Regions from separate parts of the Rattus norvegicus genome. Here region 1 is linked to region 2. A link is a contact called in public Hi-C data. All regions are on one chromosome and are shown on one strand. The core of a region is the stretch at or near the end of the contact, and the rest is flanking DNA. Distances in the headings are between cores, read along the strand shown.

The links. Hi-C and Micro-C count contacts between places; a contact is called where the count stands out from the background.
Region 1: a contact with region 2 is called in a Hi-C map of the A7r5 cell line, with 2.8 times the contacts expected there. The contact joins the promoter of Zmiz1 here to the enhancer-like site in region 2. A contact is called at or near these places in 10 of 12 Hi-C or Micro-C datasets (the A7r5 cell line, Schwann cells, frontal cortex and 5 more) and 1 of 1 datasets of contacts at active chromatin or transcription factors (oligodendrocytes).

What each region holds. Positions count from the first base shown.
Region 1 is chr16:1,032,042-1,039,075 of GRCr8, reverse strand. It overlaps Zmiz1 (zinc finger, MIZ-type containing 1), which reads right to left and starts at 4,916. Exons shown (of 24, transcript NM_001108393.1): 1 at 4,586-4,916.
Region 2 is chr16:961,162-967,903 of GRCr8, reverse strand. LOC120097392 (a long non-coding RNA gene) reads right to left here. Exons shown (of 3, transcript XR_010058529.1): 3 at 1-562. Among named protein-coding and RNA genes, the nearest start is that of Zmiz1, 70 kb to the left of the region's middle. Within about 2 kb of position 1,678, at least 1 of the 93 cell types and tissues checked has an H3K27ac peak or open chromatin away from gene starts, as enhancers often do. A contact at or near this core is called in the A7r5 cell line, where this site is marked.

The DNA.
Region 1 (7,034 bases), core at 3,667-6,166, 68 kb before region 2:
TCTGGGTCTCGAGGGCCACCGTCTTCACTCTGTAGATTCTCATTAAACACATGAATAGTCAATCCTGGGCCCCTGACCTGACCCTACCCTCGCTATGCAGCTCCTCCCAGGTCAAATGCAATTGTGCGGGGAAAGAAGCATCAAGAAACAAGCCTGGTATCCTAGAGTCAATGGAAGAGAACCTCTTGGGCAGACCCTTCCCTGCACTTCTCTCATTTCAAAAGGCTGGAAACAGCTATTGGAAGGGTGCCCCCCACACCCCATGTACACATATCATTCCATTATGATACAGGACTCAGACCTCATGGTCATTAAGGGAAAACAAGCCTGTGGTTGGGAGAGGCCAAAGCATTTTAAGTCAGGATTCTCAGGGGATATGGCTTTCCCGGAGGCATCCAATGAGTTCAGATGCTGCCCAGAGGTGGTGGTGAGCACCCTAGCACAGGAAGCATGTAAGCCAAGGTTGAACAGTGAGCAGTCAACTATCAGGGAGGTAGGGATAATGGAGCAACATCTGGAAAAGGTTTCCAGCATCCCTTACCCCCCAACCTGGCCCTTCCATCATAGGTCTGTTCTGTACCAGAGGCTGCCTAACTTTCAGGATGAAGACTCAAATGTTTGTTTTGGCCTCATCCTCCCAGCAACCATGGAATGATAGGCATTCTGGGCTTGAACCCACTTTACAAATCAGGAGACTGAGGCCCAGCAGAGTGACATCCTGGCCCACACAGCTAGCAAACCACAGCCTCATGCTATGCTTCCCTTCCCCATCTAGTGTCTATGGTAGGTTTGCTATGTGTTGCCTCCCTGAGGGGCAGTGTAACTCATGGCCGAAGCTTCCAGTCTAGGCTTCACGTACCCAAGAAGGCTGGCACAACCCTGCCTCAGAGTATCTTCAGGACAAAGATTTCCCCCAGAGAGGGCCTGGGTGGAGGCCATTGTGTCTTGCTGAGAGGATCCAGCAGTCACCAGGAGAAACTGCAGCCAGGGTCAGGGTCAGGGGTAATTAGGGCAGCAGCCTTTGTTCTCTACACAAAACCCTAGGAGTCTCATAAAGATGCAGGAGAGGCTGGAACCTGGCAAGGACCCATGGGAGCAGTTATGAATGAACATTTATGGGACCCAGTCATTATCTGGCAGGCTCTATGTGCTGGTATCATGCCACCATACCCACAGACGGTTCCCCAAATTAACTTGCTGCTGCACAGGTTTCTTACAACATTTTACCCTAAGACTTAGGTCAAAACTACTCAGTGAACCTGGAGTTAGGTATCCAAGCTTCCTACACATGGCCCTCTTGCCCCCCCCCCCCCGCCCGACTCCGAGGACATATACAAACTTCAAGTTTGTGGGTCTTCTCAGCTGGGTCCTTCCAGCTTCTGATATGAGTGAACCTGTGGGTCATCTAAACAGTAGCCAGGGGTGAAAATGTGGGATTGCTGTGGATAGGGAAGTGTTGAAGTGTTGCATGTATGGGGGGGGGGCACACACAGGGGGGTTGTTGAACCAAACCCCAGCTTCTAGGTCTTTCTTCATTTGCCCTGAATCCCCCCCCCCCACACACACACTTTTACTTAGAATGAAAAAAAAAAAAAAAGAACATTTTGTCCCCACAAAGAAGCCAGCAGTGCACAGACAAGGTTATTTATTCAAACTTTTTTCCTAAGTCCAGTCCCCTCTGTGAGCCTGTGAGCACTACTCAGAAAGTCTTACAACCACAGCAGCTCAAGTCTTGGAAACTCTATAGCTCCTCCCCCAGCCCCAGCCACCAAGTTCCCAAGTCTAAACTTCTGATTCATATGAGAAAACTAGGTCTCCTAACTGTGTGACTCTGGGCCAGGGATGCTTCTGTCCTTTGGAGAAAAACAAAACAACCAAAACCATAAAACTCAGAGGACAACACCATCTCCTTGCACACGCTCCTAGGCAGATAGATAGGGCTTTCAATGTGCCTTTTGTTTGATGCTGGTGTTTCCACATCCTCTTCTTGAAGAGGGAAAGGTCAGCACAAGGCTCCCGGGTGTTCACAAGCCCTCTGCCTTCACTCAGGGGCCAGGAATTTCCCCTTCTTTGGACCTCTTAAAAAAAAAACCAGTCCGGATAAGAAAGACCATGAGCTTGCCCCCTCATCTAAACTTCACAAACAGCTCACAGGCAAATCTTCCCTCTTCTACACTCCAGTCACTGTGCAAGCATAGGGAGGCAGGCAGGGATTCACCAGCAGCCAAGTCGCCTGTTTCTCCAGCCCCAGTCACTATCCCTTTATCTGTACCTTCAAAATAAAATAAAAGAAAGAAAGAAGGAAATAAGAAAGAAAGAAAGAAAGAAAGAAGGAAAGAAAGAAAGAAAGAAAGAAGAGAAAAGAAAAAAAGAAAAAACAGTAATAAGCAAAACCAGGCACCTCTGGGAACAGCCTCTGGCCTCCTGCCCTGCCTGTGTAACCAGCCTGTCCTCACACCCACGAGGGAGGGAGGAGACTGCACTAGTTAACCCTCTGGTCTACCAGGCCCAGTTCCCAGGTTGCAGCAGAGGCAAACTGTTGCTCAAGAAAACCATTGGCACCAGGAGGCAGCTAGAGCCAATGGCTCTCTATGTAGCGCCAAGGCAGGGGCTTCCACCGGCCCCTTCCAAATCCAGGGGGTTGGTCCCCACTGTCCATGCCTGGGGCTGTCCACCCACGGGGCTCCAAATGTCCCTGGCAGTGCAGAGAGGAGGGAAAGGTTGGCCGAGCGATGCACTCACCCCGCCAGCCCAGCCGCCAGCCAGCTTCTTGGAGATCTCAGAGAGAACATTTGTTTGGGCTGCCAAGTTAAATCTTCCTCCCTCATGTCAGGGCATTGGAAAAGCAGTCAGGGGAAAGGGGAAGGGGGAGAGCGGGGGAAGGAGCCGCGGGAAGGAGGGCGGGAGAAAGCGAGCAAGCAATCCAGGCGGGCAGGCTCTGAGCCTCAGTTACTCTTAGCACTGCCAGCCCAAGAAGCTGCAGCTCCCAGGGCAGATGTTGACCGAGCTATCTACCAGAGATCTGGTCACCCGGGCTTTCAGGGCTCCCGGGTGGGGTGCGGGATGCCAGGCTCCTTGAGCCCGGGCTGCGGGAGAGGCCCTTCGTCCTGCTCCGGGCTGGAGGCACAAGGTGGAACTGTAAACCAGAGAAAGGAAAGTTTTCAGCAGGTAAAGGAAAGGGCAGAGTAGCCGCGCCGATCCGTTTTCCCCCGGGAAGGGTGGGGGGCCCAGGCCCGCAGTCCTGGCGCGCTCCCGTCCGCTAGCCCTCCCGCCCGGGTTGTTTACATTCCTGGAGTGTCTTTTAAACCCGAGGCTGTGGCCGGCTCCTGGCCTTCTCCCGCGGCTTCGGGGCAGTCTCCCGTGAAAATCTGCTGGCGCACAATGGCCGGGAGAGGAGGCCGCCCCTCTCCCGCGCCCCCACCGCTCCAGGGCGGGGAGCCTGCCCTCTGCACCGCGCCCTCTCCCTGCCTGGCCAGCTTCCTGGACAGATGTCCCCGGCCAGGGGGCGACGCGATCCCGCAGCCTGCACCACGACACCGAGGCCGTGCTCCCCACTGTTTTCTCCCTGGCCCTGACGCCAGGAATGTGAAACAAGCTTTCAGAGCTTCCCTCCCACAATCCGGACCCAGCTTCAGCTCCGGCCCGGCCCCCCAACCTCCTCCCGGGTCGGCCTCCCACTCCCCCGGGGCCGCCGTCGCCGCCGTCGCCGCCGGAGACAGAGAGGAAGAAAGAACACGGGGAAATTACTTTCGTATTTGCAACGCGCGCGCGCATACACACACACACACACACACACACACACACACACACACACACACACACACACACACACACACACACACACATCTTCCCCTTGGGCTCGCCTCCCGACTGGGGCAGCCCCGGCCAGACGTTGGCCTGAAAGCCCCTTCGGCTTCCGAAGCCCGAACGAGAAGCCTCAACACATCTCCTCAACGTGTCCTGCTTTAGCCACGCGCCGCGTTTCCCCGAGCTATTCTCCCCCCAAAACAACTTAACCGCGCCCCCATCTCCCATGTACAAAAGTGTGTTCTCCATAGAAATTTGGAGGCACAACTTAACATCACCAACCCCTGGCCACCCTAGAATCCAGCGCCTTCCTGGCGGTTCTCCTACGCACACAGGAGCACAACTTCATATCTTTCCAAAAGGAGCAAGGGAGACCCAGCCAGTTCTTCCCGGGTCCTCTCCTCCCTCCTCCGAATCCGTATCCCGGCCGGCCCCCGACTGTTCGGAGCGACGGCTGGAGGCGCGCCGGCAGGAGGCGGGCACCGAGTCCGCGCGCACAACCACACCGGCGCCCCGTACATCCGAAAACCCCCGGGTCCCCGCGCTCATCCGGAGTCGCTCTACACAAGCTGGGTGCTCGCTGGTGGCCAGGGCCTCCGCCCCCGGCGGCCAGGGCAGCAGCGCCGAGCCCGCACGGCTGGCTTCTCTCGCCCGGCCGGAGCTAAACCTTTAAGCGGAAAGCCCTAGTACAGTACCCGGCGCTCGCACCCTGACGATCCGCCGGGAGCGGGTGGAAGCCTCGGAGCTAACGGGCGCTTGGCTCTGTCCCCAAACTTACCGGGCTCTGCGAGCACCACTGCCACCGCTGGAGGACGCGCCGCTGCCACCGCCGTGTAGGGCAGGCTGGAGCCCGGAGGAGCGCAGCGAGAGCGCGGAGATCCACTCGGCTCCGGCTCTGGTTCCCGCTCCTCACCGGCCGGCGATAGGGTCAGCGCGCTGCGCGGGCGCTGCTCGCTTGCTCTGCGGCCCGATCGCAGCTCGCCCGGCCGGCCGCTTGCTCTCCGGGGCGCCCGCCGCCGCCGCTCGCTTTTTTAATGTCCACAGACAGTGAAAAGGAACTCGGCGTTAGGGGGTGAGTAAGTGAATCAACTCGCCCGGAGCCGAGCAAGTTGAAGTGTCAGATTACATTGGCTATTCTATTTCCAAAGGGCCCCGCGCCGCCGGCCTCCCGCAAAAGCCGGCACGGAGTAATGGCGGGAGCGGAGCGCCGCGCCTCCAGCGCGCAGGTCTGCTGGCCTTGGTTCGCTCTCCATCTGCGCGCTCGCTGCGCTCTCCTTTTCCCTTTCCTTTCCCTTCCGCCTCTCCCCTTTCCCTTCTTTTCCTCCCTCTGTTCCCTGTGCCCAGGTCTCAGCTCTCTTCCAGACCCTGTTAGGCTCCTCGCCACCCTTACCCTCATATGCTGCTTTGCTCACTCTCTCGTCCCTCCTCTCACCTCCCTTCACTGCTCTTTAACGCCCCCCCCCCCCCGCCATTCCATAAGTTTGGAGCCGGGAGACTGATGTGCCTAGGAAAGGACCACATTGGTAGGAGCAAAATTATTGCCAGAAGGCATACCCCGCTTCCTGCTGGTACCCTGGCTCTGGGGCCTTAGGTTCTGTTAGCCACCTGAATTGGGGTGACTGGGTGGCTAATGAGACACGGTGTGCGGAGTTTCCCCCGGAGACTTTGGGACAGAGGGTGAGAGGACCCTAATCTTCACTACCACGGGTGACGTAGGGGGAGGTGGAAGTGCGCTTCCATTGACATATGAGAAGGAGCGAGGGATACAGAGGTAACCACTGCTACTTGAAGTTTAGAGCAAGAACGCCATAATGCTTGGTAGGAAGCGCCTGGAGCGCTGCGAGCTGAGCGCTCCCAATTTGCAGAGGTGGAAATAACCCAACCGGCTCACAGCCCAGAGCTGGGCTCCACTCCTGTCGTGCCTTAGGGCACTCACGAAGCACAATTAGGTGCGCCCACTCGCGGGGGCTTTCCTCGCAGACCGGCCCCTAAATGTATCCAAGCGCGCACTCCCTTTGGCTCAGGTCCATTGCCACTCACACAAAAACTCCTACACAAACGGCACGCCGATTTGCGCCTACCTTTCAGCAAGGCACGCATAGCATGCACGACCCCGACACACACTTGTACACACACTTTCCATCCCAGATATGCCCGTGCACCTGGAGTCATACAATTGTACACACAAATATCGCTGTATGCCATCCCCGGTACGTTAAAAAAACAAAACAAAAACAAAACACGAGGCATTCCCCCGTGCACTACGTCTCTGGTTCACGTACACATACCACACATTTCCCCTTACTCTTCCACATCCCTTCCTCAACCCCATCCGCCTCCTGATTAGAAGGACTCTAGTCCTAAAGATAACTAGCGTCTGGGCTGGACACGCGCGCGCGCGCACACGCACTCCCCTTCAGAGCAGGCGGGGGAGGCTTGGGCTGGAGCCCGCTAGGGACTCCAGGTGTGGCGATGACTCCGTGCTCCGCTTTTTGCAGGCAGCCACGGTGTCGGAGGCGAGGCGAGGAAGGGAGCTGGAATAACAAAGGCAAGTTGGGAAGAGCGCAAGGGGGCGCAGCCCCGGCTGGGCCGCGGGGGGAGCCTTGCTCTGCCGGGTCGACGGAGGCAGCTTGGCCGCCAGCCGGGGGAACCGGAGGTGGGGAGGAAAGGTGGGGGGAGAGGGGCGGAGCCGCTTCGTGACGTCAGAGAACAATGACACCGCTGGGGGCGGGTTCGGGCTGGCCGCCCGGGCGGGGGTCTTTCTCAGGGCCTGGGGCGGGCGGATGAAGTCTTGGCCTCGCCGGGGCAGCAGTTTGATTGACGAGGTCCGCATGGGAGTGCAGACGTGCCACGCAGACTCGCGAGTCCTAAGCCTCTTGGGTGGTGATCATAGCGCACCGCGGGCCAACAGGGGAGCGGGCTGGAGAGCTCCCCCACCACAGACCCCCAGTTTAGAATATCCTTCAGAGGGCTGGCTGATCTGACCTCGGCTTGAACTCCTTCAGGGCCAGAAAGATCACTCCTTCCATCACCAAGACAAGAAGGCAAAATGTGTTTGCTAGCTTTGAAATCATTCTCAAAGCTGTGAATGTCTGGCAGCCGTGAAGTCAGACTGGAATTCCTGAGGGCAGACTGCAGCTCAGGTCCACAGGGACATGGGGCAAGGGTGTCGTCTGGGTGCGGGGTGGGGGTGGGGGGACGACGACTACCTTTCCCGAGGCAAATTC
Region 2 (6,742 bases), core at 429-2,928:
AGGGAGGGATAGAAAGGAAGGGAGGGGGGATGGCTTTTGTGTTTACACTAGTTTTGACAGTCTGAGTTGAATGAACATCACAGCCTGACCACAGATACTCTGTGTATGTGAGACCCTAGGTGGGCCTTTCCTTCTTCCCCTTGTAGCCTTATTCTCCCCAGCTGTACCTATCTGGATCACTAGATTCTCTCTGCCAGGACTCAGCAGAGAGACTATGTCCTTTGAGGACCCTGCATTTAGCTGAAGGGAGGCTGCCTCCAGCTACCTGTTCTGCTTGGAGTAGAGGGTCACTTGGGGTTTCTACCCTGCCCCTGGGTGGGGTGGGGCATGTGGACAGAGTTCAGAAGTGAGGCAGAGAGCCCTCCTTCCCACCCTGCTGGGTACTGGGAGAAAGGAGGTGTGAGCAGGAACAAAGGAAGGACTCCAGGACTGAGCCTGACTGCTTTGGGGCAAGTGGGGATGGCTGGCTCTTCAGGGATTGGGGACAGAGGGTGATTCTCCAGGCTGAGGTTAGGATGCCCGCCTGGGTCCTTGGAACACTGGAGTTTCTTGGATTCCATTCCTAGGATGGAGGGAAGAAAAGGGAAGCTAAAGACTCAGGTTCTGTGGGTAGGGCCATGCCTACTCAGGCTCAGGACAGGGCACCATTCCTGTGGTCTCTTCATGCCTGAGTCTCCGTTTGTCTGCTTTCGTTGGAGTGTCCCTCTCAAACTCATGAGGCCCTGGGCTGCGAAATCCAAGGTCATGCTGGGTTTTAGCTTTGGGCATGTATGGAGTCTGTAGTCTATGAAGATTCAAACTTTTTGGGAAAAGGGGATTTCTCTTGTGGAAATTCTAGGGATAGGCATTTTAATATGTTCTTTTTTTAAAATTATTTCAGAAGATTAGAAAGATTTTTGGTCATCTATATTTTTTTTAAATTTTACTTTAAAACGTGTATCTCAGTGGCCCCTAGTCCATCTACAGAGTTGAACTGCCATCTCTAATGGGCTGCCTGTCTCTCCTGCTTTATGACATGCTGGCGAATGAACCCAGAGCTCCATGCTTGCTAGGTAAGCATTCTACTAAGCCATACCCTCAGCTACTACAGTCTAATTTTAGAACATTTTAATCATTCCTCAAAGAAACCCTGTACCCATTCCCAGTCACTTCCCATTCCAGTCAAACAGAGAGTGGTCAGCGTAAAACTTTGCCATTCAGTGGGACTGTTCTGGCCTCTTCTCCTCTTCTTAGGTTGATGCTGCAGAATCCACCTTTTAAAGCTATGCACAGGAGACCTGAACGAACGTGAGGGACTGGAATGGCTCAGGGATGGAGCGAACTCTAGTCTTCTTGACATAGTTCCTACATTAAATAAAGACCCCGTCTTTCACTGCCACCAGCCCATTGTCACAAACACAGAGGCAGTAATTTGGAGGGTCCCCTCTGAGGTCTTAAAGGATGGAAAAGGAGCACAGGGTTGTAAAGACTGAGGCGAGACCCACGTGTGCCCCTCCCTGTGATGTGCTCAGCTCAGCCCCGACATCGCAGAGGAGCCATGGGTTACTTCAGCTTTACCCTTTCTCAGGGTCATGGAGACTTCAGCAGGGGTTGTTGAGATAAGAGCTCCTGGCATCTGCTCGGTAGAGCCAGAGTGACGATGTCAGCGCATGTCATGATGGCCAGGGAACCTTGGTTGGTCCTTTTACAGCAGAGGGCCTGTTGTCATGGGAGGGGCTAACCACTTACTGGTTTGCTGTGTGTGGGGAAGCAGCTCTTCCTTCTTGTGTCAGGGCTTCTAGACTAGGCACTGGGCCTTGCCCCTGGACGCTGGTGTGCACCCTGTACTGGTGTCGCGGTGCCCTGCTGGTGGATCATTCTAGGCTCTAGAAACATAAGGTTCATGTTCCTCAGCTCTGCCTAGTCTCCAGGGGAAAGGGAAAGGAGTCTGCTTGCCAAGAGACACTGAGGAGCGGTGATGTGGATGAGATGGTAACTTGGTGACACGGTACAGGTCGAATCAAGAAGTTCTGCCTTGTCATTTTGTGGATGGACAACCTAAGACTCCCCAACAGAAGCAGTGCCTCATGAGGGGCCTCTGGCTCTACTGATGTGAAAACACTTCATACTTCCCAGTTGGGCAGTTGTCGTATTAATTAAGGGTCCTCAGAAAGAACAGAACTGATAAAATGTAAAAATACATTAAAATTGAGAGTCAGAGGCAGGCAGATTTCTGTGACTTTGAGGTCAGTCTGGTCTACCTAGTGAGTTCCAGAATAGCCAGGGATACATAATTAGAAGTATCTCAAAAGCTGCACACCCTACCTGGAGGTCAGTTATTAGCTTGACTTCCAGGATATGGTCCAATTAGTCCAACAATGGCTGTCCCATCCACAAGGCTGGATGTCCGTGCAGCCCTAGTCCAGTGCTGGAGTGCTGGCGGCTTGCTGGAGAAGTGTTGGTATTTCGTCTGTGATGGAATCCTGAAGAAGTTGGATCTAATACAGGGGCATCTATAGGGTAAACGAGCTCACCGGTATATGTGAGGGTGAGCTTACCAGTAAACAGGGAAGAAGCAAAGTTTCCTTCTTCCATGTCCTTCCATGTGGGTTGCCACCAGAAAGTGTGACCCAGATTTAGGGTGGGCATTCTTCCTTCAAATAGTCTGATTAAGAAAACCCTTCACACCCGCAGCTTGGATTTTAGATGATTTCAGATGTTGTCAAGTTGACAAGTTAGATTAGCCATCCATCACCGTTTTGGCTGTGATAATGGGACTGTGTCCCATCCACTGAACTTACTCCATCTTGTACAGCAATATGCCAGACCTGCACATGGTCCCAGTGAGACTTAACGAAGGCAAAATAGACAGAGCACAGTCCAGGCAGTACAGGTGGACTCCCATTAATATTACCTAACATCAATAGAGCCCCCAGGATTCTGGGTCAAACCTTAAGGTCTTGCTCTATCTGGAAGGCTCTTCAACCCTGGCCTGGGGTTTTCTCTTTCCATCCCTCCTACTCTTTGCTCAAGGGCCAGGCACTGTGATCTTCAATATACCTCCTGAGCTGGTGTCCCAGCTCCAGGCCTTTAGCCATTGTATACCCCTTAGGGGGCAATTGGCTTCAGAGTTCAAGTTAACTTCTTTTCCCTGGAGATCGTTCCAGACCCATGCATGGAGTATTACCCTCCTAGTTGTTCCTCAGGCTCTGAGCTGTTGAGACTTGATTGTTTGTTTCTTCCTCACCCTGGGACTCAGGGCAATAGGGCTGTATCTCTGGCAGCAGGTACAGGTGTTTCTCCCCAATAGGGGTATTAGTAAAGTGAATGGAGGTGTGGCTGCTGCCTGCCAAAATTCAGTAAGTGTTAAATGAGTGCAGGCTGAATGCAGTGGAGGTCAGGGTCCAGCCCACAGAAGGCTTTTATGAGAGGTGGAGGATGGGCCAGGAAGGTTTTGTGATAAGAGATGAGGCAAAAGTGTGGCATAAGCAGAGCGGTAGGAGACACACCTGGCTGCTTTCCAGAAATGTTTGTCCGTGTGCTTGATCTTGAGAGGGTGCCCTGGATTGAGGAAACCCTCACCCCTGCCACACATCTGAGGAGCTAAAACCCAGGCTTCTGTTGCATGTCGTTATTTGAGCATTCACATGAGAACCAGGACCGGATGGACTGGGAGGCTTCCAATAGGAGGTGATAGTTGGGTAAGGCTTTGAAGAGCACATAAGACTTCACGAGGCAGAAAAAGAGAAAAGACAGCCTGTGCTAAAAGGGTAGCCAAAAAGAAGTCATTGAGGGAAGACCTCGTGGTTGAGGAGAAAAGTACCACAGGGCTGCATACAAGGTGCTAAGCTGGATAGGTGGGCGCACTGCCAAAGCTTGTGAGGATCAGGCTATACTGTTTGGATGCTACGGCATAGCTCATTGACTCAGATACTTGTATGGTTGTTCCCCAAGCTCTCAGTGTGTATCAGGCTCTGTGTTAAGTGCTGGGCACACCCTAGTGGGAAAAATGGGTAAGCAGGGAACAGATCGGAAGGCAGAACCAGAGCAAGTGATCAGAAGGCAGCTAAGAAGGGTGTCAGCCAGGCACAGGAGTCTGGCCACAGAGGTGTGGAGGGGACAGGGAGAGGCCACGTGCATGGACTGAGGATGGCCGTGCATCACTGCTGCGTCATCAATGTGAGCAGTCTAATGTTTGAGTCTAGAGTTTATCTGTAGACAGACAGGCTATGGCAGAAGTGACATTCGGGACTTTAGAAGTGGCATTGTAAAAAAGCAAACAGCTGACCTGGGCCTCCAGCACTGTATTAGGATCCTCGAGGCCACACGGAGGAGTCTAGGGATAATTTCTGCTCGTTCTGCCTTCCAGGCATCAGGCGCAGGAGATGGTAACATGGAGGTTTCAGATGGATCCACCTACTACTTCAACATTAGCAGAGCAAACTCCATCTGCCCTAGACAGACTAAAAGATTCACTGGACTGAACCTTGCCTGAATTCCAAGGCAACAAAATCCGTGATAACAGGAAATAGTTTCTGGCTTAAAACACTAAGTTTCAGTGTAGCTTATTACCTAGGTAGGTAAGAGGAGCAGTGTGGGAGTCATAGGTGTGTGTGAGGGAGACAGGTTGGGCTGGGTGACTGAGCCATTTCATTTAGGATGGCCAGATCTAGTGAATAACTTTATTCAGGACTCTGAATAAAGGACTCTGGCAGCACTTCAGATAAACGGTAAGTTTTAGTATAAGTATCTCCCAAGTGTTGTGCGGGATGTACTTAAACTGGCAGCCACTGATATCTGACATCCAGACTCGACTGAGTGCCAGGGCTCTTTCTGTCACCCTAAATCATGGTGGAGTCTGAACTGTGAAAGTTCTGACGTAGAGGAAGACACTAGCCCGGGGACTGGGAGGCGAGAGGCCTAGACACTGACAGGCTGGTGCCTGGCGTGTACAATCCATGCTAGAGCTGGGACATGTTCTCTTTCTAAGTACCCTGGCAGCAGCCAGGGCTGGAGCCCCTTGCTGGAACCCCAGTCTACAGATGGCACTTGGAGAGGCAGGTTCTCTTGTGTCCCTGATGCTCCCTGATGCAGCGTGTAAAGAATATGGCTCCCAGTGTGGCTGGGTGCCCGGGCAGGCTAGACTGAACTGGATCCTGGTTGTCCTCGAAGATGCTATCACCTGTTGCTGGGAATCCAGATGTCTCCTATCTCCAGAGATACTGACACAGAGGCTTGGTCTGCAGAGCAGGCTGCTGATGTAGGTCAGTTCACTCGGGAGGCTGGCCCAGGGCAGCACCCAGCTGGCCCTACTCCATTAGGGGCTACTATAATAAGGCATCCACACTTTCTTCCTCTGGGCTTTGATGATCTTATGTTCCCAGATCCCAGCTAGCTAGGGCTTTCCTAGCCCTGCAGGGAGCCCATGAGAAGGGCATGTCCAGGGAGCTGCTCTGCCTTTGATGCTTCTGCCAAACTTCTCCTCAGGAAAGTGGACCCCACAGTGAACACATACAGATAGTAGCTCTCCTTAATGGCTGTCAAGGTCTCTTTCCCGGGGAGACATCTCACTCATCTGAAATTTGGGGGAAGCCTCAGGTTCAAACTTGAGCTGTGAAGTCCCTGTACAAGATGGCTCTTCTCTGGGGCTTCAAAGGAACGTTTGCTTTATATCCTCCGATGAGGAGACAGCACAGTGCTTTTGCTCCCTCTGACTGCTCCGGTCCCTGGAACATCTTTCTGCTTCCCGACTTGAGACTACTGCCATTCCACCCCTGTTTCATACTGTGTGGTGAACACCTTGTCACTTGGGTGGGCATAGAAGGGAGCCTGCCCTCAAGCACTGAGGGGGTCCATCTCAGATCTAGGCAAATGTGGTAGGAAGGTGAGAAAAACTATTACGATTGGGTGTATGACCCTTGGAGTCTAGACTCTAGAGACATCCATTGTTGGTGAATGAGCAAGTGGCCGAGGACAAGTCAGCCACAGTTTCTGAGGCTAGGCAGTCTCACTATGTGCTGCGGTCAGTGCTGCCATCTTGCTGTCTTAGAGAAGAGAGTGATTGGCAGCATCAGCTTGTGTCCCGCTCCACAGGGCTTCTTCTTGTATGGGTTAGAGCACAGCCCTGTTTATGTGCTTTTGTCTGGCACAGAAAGCATTACTCTGGAGAGCAGCTGTGGGACAAACTCTTCAACATGGCTCCAGGGGGGGGGCTGGAGTAGGTTTTGTGAAGAATGGGACATTGGAGGTGAATCTGAAAGAACAAGAAGGAACATTCTATGGGGATGAGATAAAGACCAGGCTTGGAGAAGGGCAGGAAGGGTGTAGCAGTCACTGGTTGCAGCGTGTGGAAAGTCACTGGGATTGAGAAAACTTAGCATGTCTCATCATCTAGGCTGGGGTGTGAGGGAGGATTGGATGGGGCGGGGAGCCCAGGGCTGCTGGAGGGAGAAGTCATTCTGGGGTCAGGGTGGGAAGGTCTTTGCATGCCACCCTGAGGGGTCTGGATTTTGTCCACTTGACAGTCAGGAGCCAAAGAAGGTTTTTTATTAGGAGTGACAAGGTCACAATTGTGCCTTGGCTCTGCCTCTCTGCTCTCTCTTGAAACCCAACCTCTTTTACGGAGCATTGCCCAAATGTCCCCCAACTCAAGGTACAGCCAAGGCTCTTGGGTGGTGGTGGGGTACATCCCACCTGTCCCTCCCTGATGCTGGCCTGGCAGCCCAGTGCTGACTGAGCATTTCGTGTCTTCCACCAAATCTTA